Linked DNA regions of Sus scrofa: region 2 is linked to region 1. A link is a contact called in public HiChIP or PLAC-seq data. All regions are on one chromosome and are shown on one strand. The core of a region is the stretch at or near the end of the contact, and the rest is flanking DNA. Distances in the headings are between cores, read along the strand shown. Region 1 holds the start of EEF1A2 (elongation factor 1-alpha 2). Region 2 holds the start of UCKL1 (uridine-cytidine kinase-like 1).

Region 1 (3,377 bases), core at 654-3,153:
GGGGCCTCTAGGCCGCACCCCCCCCCCGCCCCAGGGGTCATCTGCCGCCGTGACCCAGGCTCTGGGAGGCAGCGGACGGGCTGCCACAAGGAGCGCCCATCCCCACGGCGGAGGCAAAGGGGGGGCCCCGGGCTCACCTCGGCCGCCTCCTTCTCAAACTTCTCGATGGTCCTCTTGTCGATGCCCCCACATTTGTAGATGAGGTGGCCGGTGGTGGTGGACTTGCCCGAGTCCACGTGGCCGATGACCACAATGTTGATGTGGGTCTTCTCCTTGCCCATCGTGCCCGGGCGGTGGGGAGGGGCTGGCACGACCTGGGGCTCTCTGGCTTGGGGCAAGGGGGGTGCTGAGCAGGGACTCTGTGGGTCAAGGCGGGGGGGGGAGGCACCCGTGAGGGAGGGGAGCCCCGCAAAGACACCGCCTGCACAGGCGGGGCGCGCGTCCTGAGGCGGGGCCAGGGCTCCGCATGTACTGGGGCCCCCGGGAGCCTCCCCAGCCTGTGCCTGCCCCGCAGAGCTGGGGGGCAGCCCCACACGGTCCAAGAGCCGTAAATGTCTGTGCGGTGCCCACAGAGCCCCCCCCCCGCCCCGTGCCCCGTGAAAGAAGGCACCCCCCCATCTGGAGAGATGGAGACACCCAGGCTGGGTGAGCCCCATGACCAGTCAGGAGATGACTCACCCTGCTCGGCTCTCCGTGCCCTGTCCCCAGTGCTTGCTCCCCGACCCAGAGTCCTGGGCTGGGACACTGTCCCCTCTCTCACCCCACCCCCACCCCAGAGCTGCCACACGGAGAGACGGTCAGTGCTTTTCACTCCCTCTAACAAGGACGACGCCATCTTCGGCTCGTCCCTGCCGGGCAGGCTGGCACCAGGGAGCAGGCTGGGCCAGAGCTCAGGCTGGGTGATGCGGTGCCCAGATCAGGGCCCCAGAATAGCTCAGGCCCTCCCTGGATGGGGACAGGGTGGACAGTAGGGCAGGCGGGTGGGGGTCCCTGCTCTGTCCTGAGGAGGGAGGATCTGGCCCCGGCAGCCAAGCTCAGCAGATGCCAGCCAGGGATGCCCTCAGCCTGGTGGGGACAGGGGGCCATCCCCTCCCCCTTTCCTCTGCTGACAGGGTCACAGCCCCTGCCCATTCTGGAGGTCAAAGGAGAAACCTAGGCAGCCCAGGAGGGGACAGGTGGCTGGGGAAGGGAAAGCGGGCAAAAAAGGGGCACCCTAGGGGGCCAGCCCCAGGTAGACACAGCAGCCCCGGTGGGGGCAGGGTGGCAAGGACCCCTCGGGTCTCTTCTCACCGCCTCCCCCTACCCTGCTATGGTCAAGGAGGGCACCCCCAGCGCCCACCCTCAGCAGCCCCCCAGCCCCCCGCGCTGAGGACCCTTCCCCAATCCCACAGGGATCCCCCGAGCCTTCCCAAGGTCACGGCTGCCGCGGATCGCCGCCGCCCAGGAGGTGCGCAGCCGCCGCATAAACAAGCGCCACCGGGGTGCCCCCACCCCACCCCAGGCCTCTCAGGGGACCGACCCCCGGTGCCGGGACCCGGGGCGCGGGGCGGGTGGTCGATCTCCGCGGCGAGCAGCGCTGCTGTGCCAGGCACCGGGCCGGCCGGTCTCTGTCCCTAAGGACCGGTCCCCGGGGAAGGGACCCTCCTGCAGAAAGCTGGGGGCGGGGACCCGGAGGCCCAGCGTCCTTACCCAGAGCCGAGGTCTCAGCCAGAGGGACTGGAGGCGCCGGCGCCGGCGGTTTTATCTCTCCGGGAGGGGGGTCCACCTATTGACGGAGCAGGCGCAATGCACTGCGCCCCTGCAGTACGGCAATGCGGTACCCGCGCGGGCGGGGCCGGGGGCGGCGAGGCGAGGGATGCAGGGATACAGGGACCGCGAGCCCGCGGACGCGCGCGGGCGCGACAGGGACGCGAGAGGAGGATGCGGCGAGGGAGCGAACTACAAAGGCGGAGCCGAGACGCACCCGGAGGGAGCCCGGGCGGGGAGAGAAAAACAGGCGGCGGCTGCAGAGAGCAGGGGACCCGAGAGGGAGGCAGAAGGGAGGAGGGGCAGAGACGGAGAGTGGCGGCGGGAGAGACCCACAGCCAGAGGCAGAGCACGGACAAAGCGCAGCCTGAGACCGCAGGCTCGGGCACACTCCCGCGCGGGGAGAGAAGCAGAAAGACCCCCCAGTCATAGAAGAAGGGCGCAGGGATGCGAGCCGGTGGGGGCAGGGGCGGAGCGGGCCAGACTCGCCGGGTGGGGAGTCTGGGCGGCCCCCAGCCTGCATCCCTGGGGCCAGCACTGGCCGTGCACGTGCTTGGAGCCTGATTTACAAATGGAGCAGTGTCCCCAGGCTTCTGCCCCGGGGGTGCAGGCCCTCCTGGTGGGACCCCGGGATCTGCTGGTTCCCAGGGGCCTTGCCCCCATAGGCCTGCCACACCAGCTCGCCCTAGAAGGCCCCCAAAGCCAGGCATCTCTGTGCCAGGCCCGGCCCGGCCCGTGGTGTGGCCCGAGTGCTGTGGCCTTAGGGCTCCCTTCAGCTTGGCCAAGGGGCCTGAGGCTCTGTCAGCAGATCCACTCAGACCACCCTTCTCTGAGACCCTGGAAAGAACTCTTTCCTGCCCTGGGGCCCCCTCAGTGGGGGAGGCGCTTGAGCTCCATCCCCAGAGCTCGCAGGCGCCCGCAGGGTGTGCCCCAGCGGCTCGCAGGGCATGAGGTAGGCCAGTGACACACTTCAGCTCACAGAGTCCCGGGCTGTGGCCCCGAGGCCTGCCCGGCCTCCCGCCCCAGCCGCAGGGGGATGAGGCAGCGAGGAGCTCGCCTGTGGACCCTCTTCCAGGAACGTCTGCCCTGTCAGTTCACCCCCCACGACCCCGTCGCCCATGGCCGAGTCTCCCATCTGCCGCAGACCCCCAGGGCACTCGCAGCTGCTCATCTCTGTAACCACGGAGCTGGGAGAAGGTCGGGCAGGATCTCAAAAAATGTGTGAGGGGAGGGTGAGAGCAGGGCCGGGCACCCAGCACATCCCGATGGGGCAGTGCCGGCAGGGAGCCAGAAAGACGGGACCCCAGCAGATCAGGAAAGAAAGAGGGGCTCGAGGCGGTAGCGCGGGGAGGGTCTCTCTGGGGAGTGGGGGGAGGGGCCCTCCTGCCCAGCTGTCCCTGTGTCTGTCCCCCAGGCCGGGGCGGACGAGCAGCCCGCAGGTGACCAGGCACTTCTGTGAGCTGCTGATACCATCGAACAGGAGCCAGGAATTAAAAATAAACGCCTGTGGAGAAAGCGCACCCACCCCACCCCCACCCGACCTCGCTGGCCCCCCTCCTGCTGAAGGCTGGTGGGATCTGGGAGCTGCTGGGACTGGCTGAGGCTGGGATGGGTCAGACCACAGAGGCAGG
Region 2 (3,377 bases), core at 499-2,998, 270 kb after region 1:
GCTCCCTGGGGCCTGGCCCGGGGGTCCCAGACTGGCTCAGGGACAGAGATCTCAGGGCAGACAGAGGGCTGTGGGGCTGGGAGGCCGCAGCCCGAAATGGGAGAAGCAGGCTCCAGGGACCTGCGCTGACTCCACCCCACCCTACCCCGTGGACATCGCACTACAGGATCCCCTGCTTCCACTGCTCTGAGCAAGAGCACCCAGGCTCCTCCACTCCCAGAGGGAGGCCCCAGCCCACCAGGACCACACCAGGAGGCAGCCTGAGGGGCGCACTGCTACGACCGTCAGATGCAAAGGGAGTCCAAGGTCCAGTCCTCCTGGGAGACCTTCCAGAAGGGCACACAGACAAGAAACCAGAGCCAGGTGGGCTGACCACACCAGTGCAGCCTCGACGATGTGGGAAAAGCTGGAATCATGGCCGGGGAGAGCCTTGGCTCAGAGGCACCTGCACATACAACTGGACACCGACTAGAGCCAGCTCAGGGGCCCTCGGCGGGGGGGGGCGTGTAGGGACTGGGGGGGGTTGAGGGTACATGCTTGAGAAACACCACATCACACAGAAGGCAGGTAGCATGGAGAGAGTAAGCCCGCATGAGGTCCAGAGGCAGCTCAGGGCAGACTCGAAGGGGCTCTGTGAGATGCCATGGGTCTAGGCTTACAGCCCAAGCATCTTGGCTGCCCTCCCCTGTTCCCTGGGGACCCTGCTCTGAGGACGGGAAGCCCATTGCTTCCCCAGCGCCGAGATGTGTGGTCTCTGTACCAATCCGTGTCTGTAGGCAGAGACTACCTGGTCTCGGGCTAAATCAGGTTCTCCGGGACCAGCAGGCATGACAACTCAGGACGTTATCACCCTGCCCAGCTCTGAGTCACTGCTCACTGGGAGGGTGTGTCTACAGGGACACAACAAGCTCCTTGAGGCTCAGGGAGCCTTACCCCGCCCAGCAGCTCGCCCCTGATTCCTCTGCCTGCCTGTCCAGCGGCTCTGCTGGCAGCACCCACAATGCCGTGGAGTCCAGACCACAGCAAGTTCCGGGACCAGGCGCCTGGCTGGGGAGGTTTCGTTTGGCTCCAGCCTGTGGCCACTGCTGGCCCTGGCCCTCAGGACGGTTCAAACCCGGAAGAGAGGAGCCAGCCACCCCTCCCCTGAGCACAGATCCACCATCACCCTGGGGCCTGGCCCTGGAGGCTCCAAGAGGGAGCCACCTCCCCAGCCAGGTGACAAACGCACCCCCTGGAAGGCCCCCAGAGCCTGAGGGTCCCCGGGCACGGTGCTCCGTCCTGACCAGCATTTTGACCTCTGGCCTCGATGGGGCAGGGCCGAGTCCGTGCGGGGTCGGAACAAACTGGGGACCTGGGGAGCGCCCGGTAAGCGCGCAGCCCAGCCCAGGCGCTCGCTGGCCCGCTGCCCCCTCCACTGGGGACAGACCAAGGCCCCACGCGGGCCCTGCCCATGGGCCCCTTCCCGCGGCCGTCCGCGCGGGCCCGCTCCAGCCAGGCGCCGGAGACCCTCCACTGGTCCAGATCTGGCTCCCGGGGCCGCCCCTCCCACGGCACGCGAGGGGCGCGCCGCGCCTACCGGTCCTCGCACGGGGTCTCGCTCTTCCCCTCCGGCCGCTCCGGCCGGTCTCCAGCCGCGGGGGGCGGCGGGGCTGGGCCGGGGGCGTCGGCCGAGGCTGGGGGCGCAGCCATGAGCTCCGGGCCCTCTCCGCGTGCGAGGCGGGACGGGGCGGGGCGGGGCTCGGGGCTGGCCGCGCAGGCTGCCGGGAGCTGTGGTTCGGGCCCCGCGCCGCGCGCCCGCCAGCGCGCCCCGCGGACTACAAGTCCCACGAGGCCGCGCGCGCCTCATGGACCGCAAGCTCCACGAGGCTGCGCGGCCGGCGTCCGGGGAAGACTCCCAACGCGCGCTTTCCCACAAACTCAGCCGCACAAAACCCCTGGAAAAAAAATTAATAAACATTTATTTGATACAGTCATTTTTAATACATACAGTTGATGGCCCGCCCCCGCGCCACTCGGGCCGGAGAGCGGGGACGAGGACCGGGGACAGATGGTCACAAGGCGGGCAGGGCCCAAGCTCACCGTCAAAACATCTTGCAAATAAACACTTTGTAGATAGAATATATATGTATATATATGGTTACAAGTGATAGCTGGAACCTCTCTTTCGAAATGCACTTATTACGGAGAACTGGCATTAAAAAACCCAAACCAAGAAACCCAAAGTACAGGATGTGTGGCTGCCAGGCAGGAGGTGCTGGCTGTCCCAGAACCCCAGGCCTGCAGGCCCACTGCCCGGGACCCACTGGGGACACACAGGGACAGCCCTCCCCTCTGCGGTCAGGGTGCACCCATTCTTTCCCTTCCAAACCAGAGGGACAGGAGTGGGGCTACAGCTGGGAAGACCACCAGTCACACCGGGGGACACTCATCTGCCCTTGCATGAGCAAAAAAGTGCATCCTATTTTTGTGTGAAGTGTCAGTCCCTTGAGTTAACCGTTTCCTGTTCTCAGGGCAAGGGGGGGAGGCTGGGCCAGAGGTAGATCTTCAGAAAGGGACCTGGCATTGTGCCCTGGGCTTGGGTCTCAGGCAGGGTCCATGCCCCCTGCACCGGGGTAGGGGCTGCCTGCCGCTCTGGTCCCTCTCACTGAAGGTTTCAGTCAAGGCCAGGAGGCTACCTGGCTGCACTCCCACCAGAGTGAGAAGTGGGCAGATGCTGCTGAGCTGCCCAGGGCTCTGGCACCATGGGAGGAGGGCTCTGTAACCAGCCTGCCACTGCCATCCACCAGCCAGAGTGTGGGAAGCAGGGAGGAAAGAGGGGAAGAAAGCGGTCTGGCCCAGCAGCCACTTCTGGCGGCAGTCCCCAGGCCCACCTTAAAGACCAAGAAGGGGGTTAAAGTGCTAAACATCAAGTTACCCAGCACCCCACCTCTTCCCACACATCCGGCGGGGTCCCCATGCCAGGGACCACACTTGGACCTCGGGGGTGACAGTGAAACTCATCCCCCTGCCAAAACCAGCCCCCACTCCCCAAGGGCCAAGTACCTGAGAGGCCGGGGCAGGTGGCCATCCCCAGCAGAGGCGTGGAGGTCCAACGCCTCCAGCCACTGATGACAAGGACAGAGTGCATGTGGGGCTCCCACCAGCACTTGCTCCCCTGCCCCTCCCGCAGCTGCCCCTGCAGTGGCCGCCCGACCCACCTCTACCTCCACCAACTGCACATCAGTGACAGCGGGAACACAGGAAAGAAAGCCCTCCTGCCCCAAAGCCCATGCTGCTTGCCTCAACCTTTGATGCTGGAGCACCTCCATCCGCCCATGTCTCCACCCTCTGCTCAGATCAAGTGGGGAGAGTCCAGCCTCCACACCCCCTCCCTAGGA

The links. HiChIP or PLAC-seq counts read pairs in DNA pulled down with a chosen protein or histone mark.
Region 2: a contact with region 1 is called in an H3K27ac HiChIP or PLAC-seq map of skeletal muscle. The contact joins the promoter of UCKL1 here to the promoter of EEF1A2 in region 1. A contact is called at or near these places in 2 of 47 Hi-C or Micro-C datasets (retroperitoneal adipose tissue and skeletal muscle) and 2 of 2 datasets of contacts at active chromatin or transcription factors (alveolar macrophages and skeletal muscle).

What each region holds. Positions count from the first base shown.
Region 1 is chr17:62,524,476-62,527,852 of Sscrofa11.1, forward strand. EEF1A2 (elongation factor 1-alpha 2) reads right to left here and starts at 1,904. Exons shown (of 8, transcript XM_021077778.1): 1 at 1,690-1,904; 2 at 138-359. The coding sequence starts at 281.
Region 2 is chr17:62,794,648-62,798,024 of Sscrofa11.1, forward strand. UCKL1 (uridine-cytidine kinase-like 1) reads right to left here and starts at 1,749. Exons shown (of 16, transcript XM_021077630.1): 1 at 1,577-1,749. The coding sequence starts at 1,689. It overlaps ZNF512B (zinc finger protein 512B), which reads right to left. Exons shown (of 18, transcript XM_021077622.1): 18 at 1,936-3,377.